2 separate regions of the Mus musculus genome follow, and region 1 is linked to region 2. The links are chromatin contacts, called in public promoter capture Hi-C maps. All regions are on one chromosome and are shown on one strand. The core of a region is the stretch at or near the end of the contact, and the rest is flanking DNA. Distances in the headings are between cores, read along the strand shown.

Region 1 (4,613 bases), core at 1,047-3,546, 530 kb after region 2:
TACTACTTAATGGCACAAGCTGTCCAAGTTTAATCATTTTAAAGAGTGACTCTCCTTCTTAGCAGTGCTGAAAACAAAGGCATAGTGACTCTCCAAACAGAAAAAGATGGCTCCCAGCATGATTTTTATGGCACTGGAAGTACTTTCCTCTTATCTGACATTCGATCATCTCTGAAGGTCTGTATTGTCATGAAGCACTTGTAGAAGCCTTCTCTTATGGCCGTTGCTCAGAGAATAGCTCCTCTTAATTGTCAAAGCACTTTATGCTAGTGTTGGGAAACTTTGTCAACACATACTGCTATCCCTATACTTAGGTATAGGATAGCAGGAACAGTCTAAGCATATTAGGGTAGTCTTCTGGTTTTCAGCTCATTTTGTGATTTCATTTCATTTCATTTCATTTCATTTCATTTCATTTCATTTCATTTCATTTCATGATACTTTATTTTTGAAACAGGATCCCCAGTACCCCAGGCTGGCCTTGACCTGTGATATATCCGAGGCTGGTTTTGAACTCCTGATCCTGTCTCTAACTCCTGAGTTCTGGGATCTGAGGCCTGCGTCACTTTCTATCTTAAGACTCAATTCTAACTTTTTGAAGTTTTTACAAAATTGCTTTTCAGTACCTTTCACCTTGAAATAAACTGAATCTCCATTTCCTCCATCCCGTATTTTAGATTACATTACAGTATGCTCAATTAATTTTAATCACTTTAAAAATTAACAGTCCTATCCCAATCATTGTTGGCATCCAAAATAATCCTAGGATAAATAAATAAGAGAATATGGAGGCAGCTATCTCTAGCTTGGGTTCCCACCTAAAGACATTGCTAGAATGGAACAGATTTGCTATGTAGGATTTTGCTTTATATTTCCAAACGTAGCCCATGCTTCATCAGAGAATTAGGGTTGCACATCTCAATCAAACTTCAGTGTGGACATATAGGGCTGAACATTAAACAAAATCAAAAGTATTCCTGGAAAGAACAGAGGCAGCCTTTGAGGTACCCTGCCCCTAGTTTTCATCAAGGCCCAGGGGATGCTTTCAGAAGCAGAATGTGATGGCATGTTGACTCGGAGAAGTCCACCTTCCTGTCCTGAGCAGAATACCAGAGTGAGTGCAGCCTTTCTGAGAGCGCTGCCTCCCATGCTGGGCCACAGTGAATGACCATTATTAACCCCACCAATTCATGTCCAAGTGGCATCAATCATTTGGGTCCCACAATACCCGACTGTAAATTATGACATTATCTCCAAGTAAGAAGGTGATAATAATAATAATCATAAAGAAGTTCCTGGCATGGCCCTGGCTGGCTGAGGACCTTAGCATGATCTGTCATATTTGTTCTTAACATGAAAGGCTTCGCTGTTCCCTCGCAGGCCCATACATCACTGGACCTGTCATAGGTTTCTGTAGGACCAGTTGACATAGCTCAGAACAGCAGCTGCAGGATGGCTTTGGGGAGCCTGACTCAAGAAAGAGTTGCTGGGGTACAGGGACCACAAGCATTCTGCCAGAGACTGACTTCCTGTTGTGCTGCCCTGCCCCTGCCCTCAGTAAGTCACCAAGAGGAGTAAACTGCTGTCACGGAGATGAAAGGCCCCCTTCCTCTGATCTCTCCACTACAAAATTACTTCAGTGCCACACTGTATTTTATGTCAATACCTATTTTATTTTTCAAAATTGAAAAAGATATAAGTACATTGTTCCCTGAATTCCTGATGTTCTGGGTAACCTAGCAACTGAGTATGCCACATAGCACACAACAGAACATTATCATGCATTCTGTTCGACTAACAAGCAAGCAGCACAGATTTCCCTTCCAGATGATTTAGGCTAAATGAACAGTTAATAGTTGCTATTAATATTAAAAATAATAATAACCTCCCTTTTTCATTTCTTACAGCTAGATTTGTAGGAAATAATGCTTGGTTTTTACTGTGCATGTGGGAGAGTGTTTTCACTGAGCCTACATCTTGCAAGTGATTTGCATGGGATTTAGGTAGCCGGCAGCATGCTGCAGAGTGATAATCACATGAAACAGGAGAATACATTCAGGACATTTGGAAACCATGCAAAATTTTCAAGTTCAAAATTGACTCATGCTTTCCCCCTCTGTGAAGATGCTGTCAATAAGGGGCTTAAGTGCATGGCTCAAGCTGTTCAGCTAGGCTATCACTGTCTCTCTCCTCTCAGAAGCCTTCCAGGCAGCCCTCTGGCCTGTAGCACTATGGTAAGACTGTGGCCAGGAGGAGACCTAGGGTCAGGGAGAAGTTCAAGGATGTCTGACCTGAAAGAAACATGTATAAGGTCACGACACAGAGCAAGGGCCAGATGAAGAGTGGCAGAGGTTACAGGGAAGAGGAGAGAGAGCAAAATAGAAGCTGGACAAAACAAAGGAGCAAAACAAGGATTGCTCTGCAAACAAGGAGCAGAGCACCAAACACACATCCCACGAGGCAGGAGGTGGGTGGGCTGTTTCTGGAACTAGACAGGAGGCTCAGGAGTTGGAAGACCAGCATCTGCAGCAGTCTTTTATGTATAAATTTACTTGTTTTTCACTTTAGCTTTCCTTTAAAATTGACCCAGTTTGTGTACTGTCTTTTAGATCTCTCTCTCTCTCTCTCCCTCTCTCTCTCTCTCTCTTTCTTTCTCTGACACACACACACACACACACACATCTCACAAACATTTTCATTAATGGCACCTTGTCAATAATTCACCTTTTCCACTCTTCCTTCTTCTTTTTCCTTGAAAAGCAACCTATTTAACTTGATTGTTCCTTGCCTAAACCACTAGAACTTTAAGAAGCCTTTGGGACTTTCTTAGAACTTGGACCTCAGAAAGAACCCTTGAAAAGTCCTGCTGTTTCTTTCCTCAATGTGAAGAACTAAGGTCCTTTGATTTTGAGTACATCCTGTTGCTTAATAATCTATGAGTGAATTAGTCATTTTCATCTTCAGGCTGTTGCCAATAACATGACCATTCTTGGCAATCATGAGAACAGCCTAATACTTTCTAACACCCTGAAGTACCTGTTATATGAAGAATATATATTGTTATATGCTCAATGCCTCATATAGATCAGATCAACTTGATCCATAAATGTCAATGTAAAACTGCTTTTTTTTTTAAAAAAAATGCAGCTATTTCTTTTAAAACAAATTAAAACAGGATTTTGAAAGCACATTTTGCTTACCAATAGGCTTTGAAATTTTACCTATTTAGAATAGAGATTGCTGTGATGGTCAGGATCAGCCCTGCACTCAGCTGATTTCTGACTGTTCACACTTTATGCTGATTAAGTAGAAAACCATTTGGCTGCACTCCTTGGGACCTGGGAACTGACAGGCTACTAAACATCATTGCAGTAAGGCAGGGCATAGCGATGCTCAGAGCTGAAAACATGAATGTAATGCCTGAGCTGGCTACGTGGTGGAAGGGTGATGGGAAACCAAGAGTTAACATCAATCTGAAAATTACTCAGTATTTGGATTTTCTAGATTAAAAACAACAACAGTAGCAATAGCAACAGTATTTTAGAAAGCAAAACCCTGCTAGGATGATTTTTTTTTTTCAGGGAAAAATAGAAGAATCATTTGCTTTAAAATGGCCACATTAATGTATTTGTGTCCAAACACTTGTAAAAGCCAGACCACCCACAGGGAATGTGTTCTTGTCAATGCCACAGTGGAGTGACCTGTGCCTCAGAGGGTTTCTGTTGCTGAGGTGATGGGATGGGAGGCTGGAAGGAGGCTGCTGGGGCAGGATGTTGGACAGGATGCCCCTCAGACCTTCAAATTTGACCTGATAATTGTTTCAGGTATGGCCATTTATGCTCCAAAACACTTTATTTGTTCTTAAAGAAGTTAATTTTTCTTGCCTATAAAATGCTCTCTGGAAAAGCTTTGGTAGAACAGTAAACAATGAGAGGAAAAAAATCCTGATGCAGATTATGAAGATAACTAGCTGAAACATTCATGGCTTTAGTGTATTGTAGAGAAAATCAGGGGCTAGAAAAGTATTGTTTGTATCTAGATAAACTGGGACCTTACTTTCATTTGCAGACAGCTGTGAATGCATGGACATATGTTTTAAGAATGACTTAAATATAATTTACACTATAGAATATGTACATTGCTAAATACTACAAAATCAAATCCTCCAGTTATATATAGCGGATCCCAAATGTTCCTCACCAGCTGAAAGCAGGATGCTTGGGTGAGTGATACACCCAGCCAGCCTAGGACTAAGTGTTCAGTTAGCCCATGGTGCAGGTGTCTTTGGCCATACTGAAACTTTACATGTAGAACTTGGGGAGGCAAGAGTAAAGTAGGTTTAATACTTCAGGGCTTGGTCTTACTTCTTCTTCCACAGATCTTTGCATTCTAGAAAGCAGTCCTCTTGGAACTTTCACTGGTGGTAAGGTGTTAGAGACATTACTTAGAGCCACCTCAGTTGGGTATGTACACCTTAAAAATAGACATCAGGAATGGGTGGGCATCATTTCATCCAAAGAGATGCATTATTAATGCTAGAACACTGCCATTCCTTCTGGATGAGGTCTTTGCTAGCATTCCTCCAATTATTTTATGTCACTTACTCTCCAATC
Region 2 (4,573 bases), core at 690-3,189:
TAATCTCTAAAAAAACAAATGCATTGATAATTTCAAGGTGAAATTCTTTTATGTTAGAGGAGTATATCTACTAGAGGAAGATTATTGTAAATTAAGTGAAATTTCTGGCTATGGTGCTAATTAAATTATTCAAAATCATTTTCTTCATATCAAACAGAAAAGAAAACAAATCTTCTTGCACTTGTAATGTGCTCTAGAGGGCTTCTGTTAAATGAGCTGCATGCAGGGATGTGTCTGGTCTGTATGCTGAGGGCTAGGGTAACAGGAGCTTGACTACTCCTTGCTTTGTAAATATTTAAGTGTTATATCTAGACGAGGGATAAAATGCTGAACTTTTACCTTTGAACCTTTCTGTGAAATATCTTAAATGCTACCAAATGTGAATATAGTGAGCTTAATTAGTAAATTTGACCCAGGTTTATGAAATTTTTTATTTTAGGTGTATTTACATATACACAAGCATATATATGTACATAAATTTATTTTATTACATCCATTGTTACAAGCCAAACCTTGAGCAGTTAAAGTATTAAAAAAACAATCAAAATACTCTTCATATATCCATAAATCCATAAACCTTTTTAAATTTTTTCCTGTTTAAGAAACAACTAAATTATGGAGATGCACACAACATTATAGAACATTTGCCAAGTATATCTTGATTCTTATTTGAAATTCCCACAAGAATATAGGCATGACAGTAATATAAGCCGTAGAAAGGGCGAAAAGAGTGGAACACAGGGACTTGTAAATAAATCCATGAATATCAAAAAGCACAGATGCTAAGATTACGCATTTTCACTAGTGTGGTTCTGTACTTGTAGACTCTAAGACCAGAATTTGTAATGTTCAGTATAGCAAGCCCTGCTGAGGGAGGGAGAGTACAGAGAAAGTCGTAGAAGGTTGGGAGGAGGGTATAAGAAAAAAAAGAGGGAGGGAGGTAAGGAGAGAGAAAGAGACAGAGATTGGGGGGAGGAGAGAGAGAGAGAGAGAGAGAGAGAGAGAGAGAGAGAGAGAGAGAGAGAGAGAGAGAGAGAGAGAGAGGCAGGCATAGCCAGACACAATACTGCATAATAATGGTAACATTCCTGCATGTCTAATGGCTTAAATGTGTTCTGTGCCTTGCTCTAGCCTCATGCCACAGCTGATGTCAAAGAACCATTTAATATTTTATCAACAGTCCTCCTTTGAACCACACACACACACACACACACACACACACACACACACACACACACACACATATACACACACACACATATATATACATATATATGCATATGTGTGTTTATGTGTATGTATCTATATATCTCTGTATATGCATATATCTATATTTGTTATAGAAAGCATTTGGAGTTTTTGAAGCATGAGGAGAATGAAATCCCTTGAATGGTACAATTTTAAGACACACAATATTTGTAAATATCCCATATTCAGTAATATTCACACCATTTTGCAATGAGTCTTACATTATTTACATGTTAGAAGCATTAATATGTCCTATTTCTTGAGGAAACATATACCCACATTTTATCTTCTTATTAAACAGTAGGAATGCGTAACTTTAATTTTTAATGTAAATTCAGTCACTGATTGAATAATGATTATAATACTAGTTGGACTTCTAAGTAGTTTTTGTGGAAAACATTGTTTTCTTGTTTGACGGATAGTCTGCTTGTAACAAAGAATGACTGAATTGTCTTAACAAAGAAGAAGAAGGCTGTATATGTTGGTTACAATAGAATAACCACCTTCCAGATCTCTTAAATCCACAATATATGTAGTGTGAGTCCTGAGTGGCTTTTGTTTTCAATGTCTTTTGTAAGCTTTTAGGGTTTTTTCTGCATCAAATGTCAAGTTAATTTACAGGGCGCTATTACTGATATGTTTCCTTGGTTTGTGGTTTTCTGTGAAAGGCAGGCAGCTGAGACCAAGTCTTAGGCTAGGGGGAGGGGCAGCTGAGCCCATAACACATACACTGTGCCAGGGTCTGTAAATTGGCTGCCTGTATGACAGCGGGCCCAGGGAAACCTCTAGTCTTCATTTGCATGCTGAGGAATATCCAGGATTAAACCGGACTGATTTTCATACAGGATTTAGACCTGACATTTATTATTCGGTTCACAGACCTCTTGAAGGAAAGTTTGTTTTCCACTCATAGATGAAAAATCTTCCAAGATAAATAAAGACTGGCTTAGCAGTAACAGTAAATAAATATCTTTCCTGTATTTCTTATGAATTTATCTTATATGATTAACAGACAGATGTTTGCCACCAAATTATTATATTTTGCTCCTTAGCATTTCCAAAGGAAAGTATCTATCAAGGCCTCGCTCAGTGTTTATATAAAATGTATTCATTTGACTCTGGAAGTTGAGTTTTCATAAATAAATTTAAAGACAGACATTTGATTTTTCTGAACGAATTAAAACAACATTGGGGAAGTAAAATACTCTGAGATGCTTAATTCTGTTTCTGTTCCATGTGTTTCTATGGGGATAGAGTGAATTTTGGTCATACTGTAAGCTTCAATTGCATAATGTTTTACAAAACAAGAAAATTACAAATGAATGTTTCACATGAGCCCATCTGCTAAATATATAACCCATAAAGTTCATTTTCATGGCTAAATAGATTTAAACAATATTTGGATGTCTTTTAATATTTAGACACTGTTTGTCCAGTAAAACACTTATAGTCCAACTTGCTAGTGATATTTTAACTGAATCAAGATTTAATTTCTAGTATTGAACAAAACATGTTCTGACACAGTACCAGGATGAAGAAACATGACCAGCTGCTTTCTTCTTTCTGGAATGCTTTTCTATGTGGCTAAAGTAAAGACTGCAAGTTGAAATTATGTAAACCCAGGAGAGAGCTAAGAGTCCTCATGTGTTAATAAACAGAAGAGAGTTTTCAAATGGGTTGAAAATATACTTTGTACATTTAATAAACAAAAGGTAGAATAATTCAAATGTCATCTATGTGGAACATGGAAGAAACAGTGTAAAATCTGACACATATTTGAATTTTTATTGTGTCAATGAAACTTTTGAAAATGAATTCTGATATTTGATTTCTTTATGGATGTTTTACTAACTGTAAAACAGTCTTAAATGTGTACAATATAGAACATCTCTCAAAAGTTTTTCTATTTCACTATAAATGTAAATGTATACAAATTAATTTATGGCTATATTCAGAAATATTTATTAATAAAATTTTAGAAAGGCTATATTAAAGAACCTCTTTTCTGAAACTTAATGTATCATTTATATGAATCTATTTATTAACCAAGCAGTTAATAAATGAACATGATGAGTCTATTTAGTTTTACCTCAATTTAATTTGCACACATACACATGTACACACACGCGCGCGCACACACACACACACACACACACACAACACACACACACACACACACACACACACACACACACACACACACACACACACAGAGTCTAACTCAACTAAACATGAGTACAACCAAAGAGTATAAATCATTGCTATGAGAAGAGTGGTGGTCATCTTCTGTGGAGAGATACTTCAGCATTATATATGTATAAGTTTCAAATGTTGACAAATATTATTGTAAACTAGGTCTGCACATGAAAAGTGAAGAAAATCAAGACAGTCCTTTGTACAGTTCATGCTAAATCCTTCACTTTTCCTTGCAATAAATAGTTGAAGCACATGTATTTTACCCTTGAATTATTTGGATGATTGCATCAATTCTTTAGTTTGTGTTATACATGTATATCGAAAGAAACTGTGTTTGCTGAAAGTGGCACTTTAGAAAACATCCCACTACAAAGGTGAATCTTTTAACAACATTGTTATGTTTTGGGTTTACTATACCAGAAGATTTGTTTATTAATCAAACTGGGACCTTAACAAGGGGCAAACGTTTAATGTATTTTCATAAGGAATTATTTCTAAGCAATAAACAATGATATTTAATGATTTAACATACAATTATACATATGTGGTACAAAATAGCTTCTTCCAACAACCTCTGGATCAATGTCCCAGTATCCACCCTTGTCATTTTTTACTAGCAATACCCTCAAACAATAGGTCCTGCTGATTCTTTAGAGAGTATTCTGGTATTGCTTTAGTAACAAAATACTGTACAATATTTAACTGTAAAGGTTTGATCCTCAACCTGGAATCATGAAAGTGTTTGCCCGAGAAAAAGAGAATTCTGAATTTGTTTGATTGGAATGAGGAGTGACATTTTCAATCAAGCCAACTTTTAGTGACTTTATTGTTAGTACATTTAAAAATATGGCTGATATAATGACTTGAATGAACAGTTATTTTGTTGTTTTTAGTGATGGCATGAGAAGTGGATAATAATTGCCCCTCTATTGAGACATCTTGATACCATTCACGTTTACTCAGCTTAAACTTAAGCTGCCACTCAATCATATTGTGGGAGTCTCTATGTCTTCAATGTAACTATTACTATACAGTATTCATGACAAACAGTCTGAACAAGAAAAAGGATTCCTACTTCATAATCATTGTAAATATGAAATTGTCAAGCGAGTCCTAATTAGTCACCGAG

The links. Promoter capture Hi-C pulls out the DNA fragments that hold promoters and counts their contacts.
Region 1: a promoter capture Hi-C map of hippocampal neurons shows a contact between it and region 2, with 2.5 times the contacts expected there. The contact joins two enhancer-like sites. A contact is called at or near these places in 5 of 39 promoter capture datasets (the C10 cell line, cranial neural crest, hippocampal neurons and 2 more) and 4 of 484 Hi-C or Micro-C datasets (cerebellar granule neurons and cerebellum).

Annotation. Positions count from the first base shown.
Region 1 is chr13:84,397,530-84,402,142 of GRCm38.p6, forward strand. No RefSeq gene overlaps it. Among named protein-coding and RNA genes, the nearest start is that of Gm41011, 56 kb to the left of the region's middle. Within about 2 kb of position 2,297, at least 18 of the 459 cell types and tissues checked have an H3K27ac peak or open chromatin away from gene starts, as enhancers often do. A contact at or near this core is called in hippocampal neurons, where this site is marked.
Region 2 is chr13:83,867,167-83,871,739 of GRCm38.p6, forward strand. No RefSeq gene overlaps it. Among named protein-coding and RNA genes, the nearest start is that of Gm52045, 14 kb to the right of the region's middle. Within about 2 kb of position 1,940, at least 36 of the 459 cell types and tissues checked have an H3K27ac peak or open chromatin away from gene starts, as enhancers often do. A contact at or near this core is called in hippocampal neurons, where this site is marked.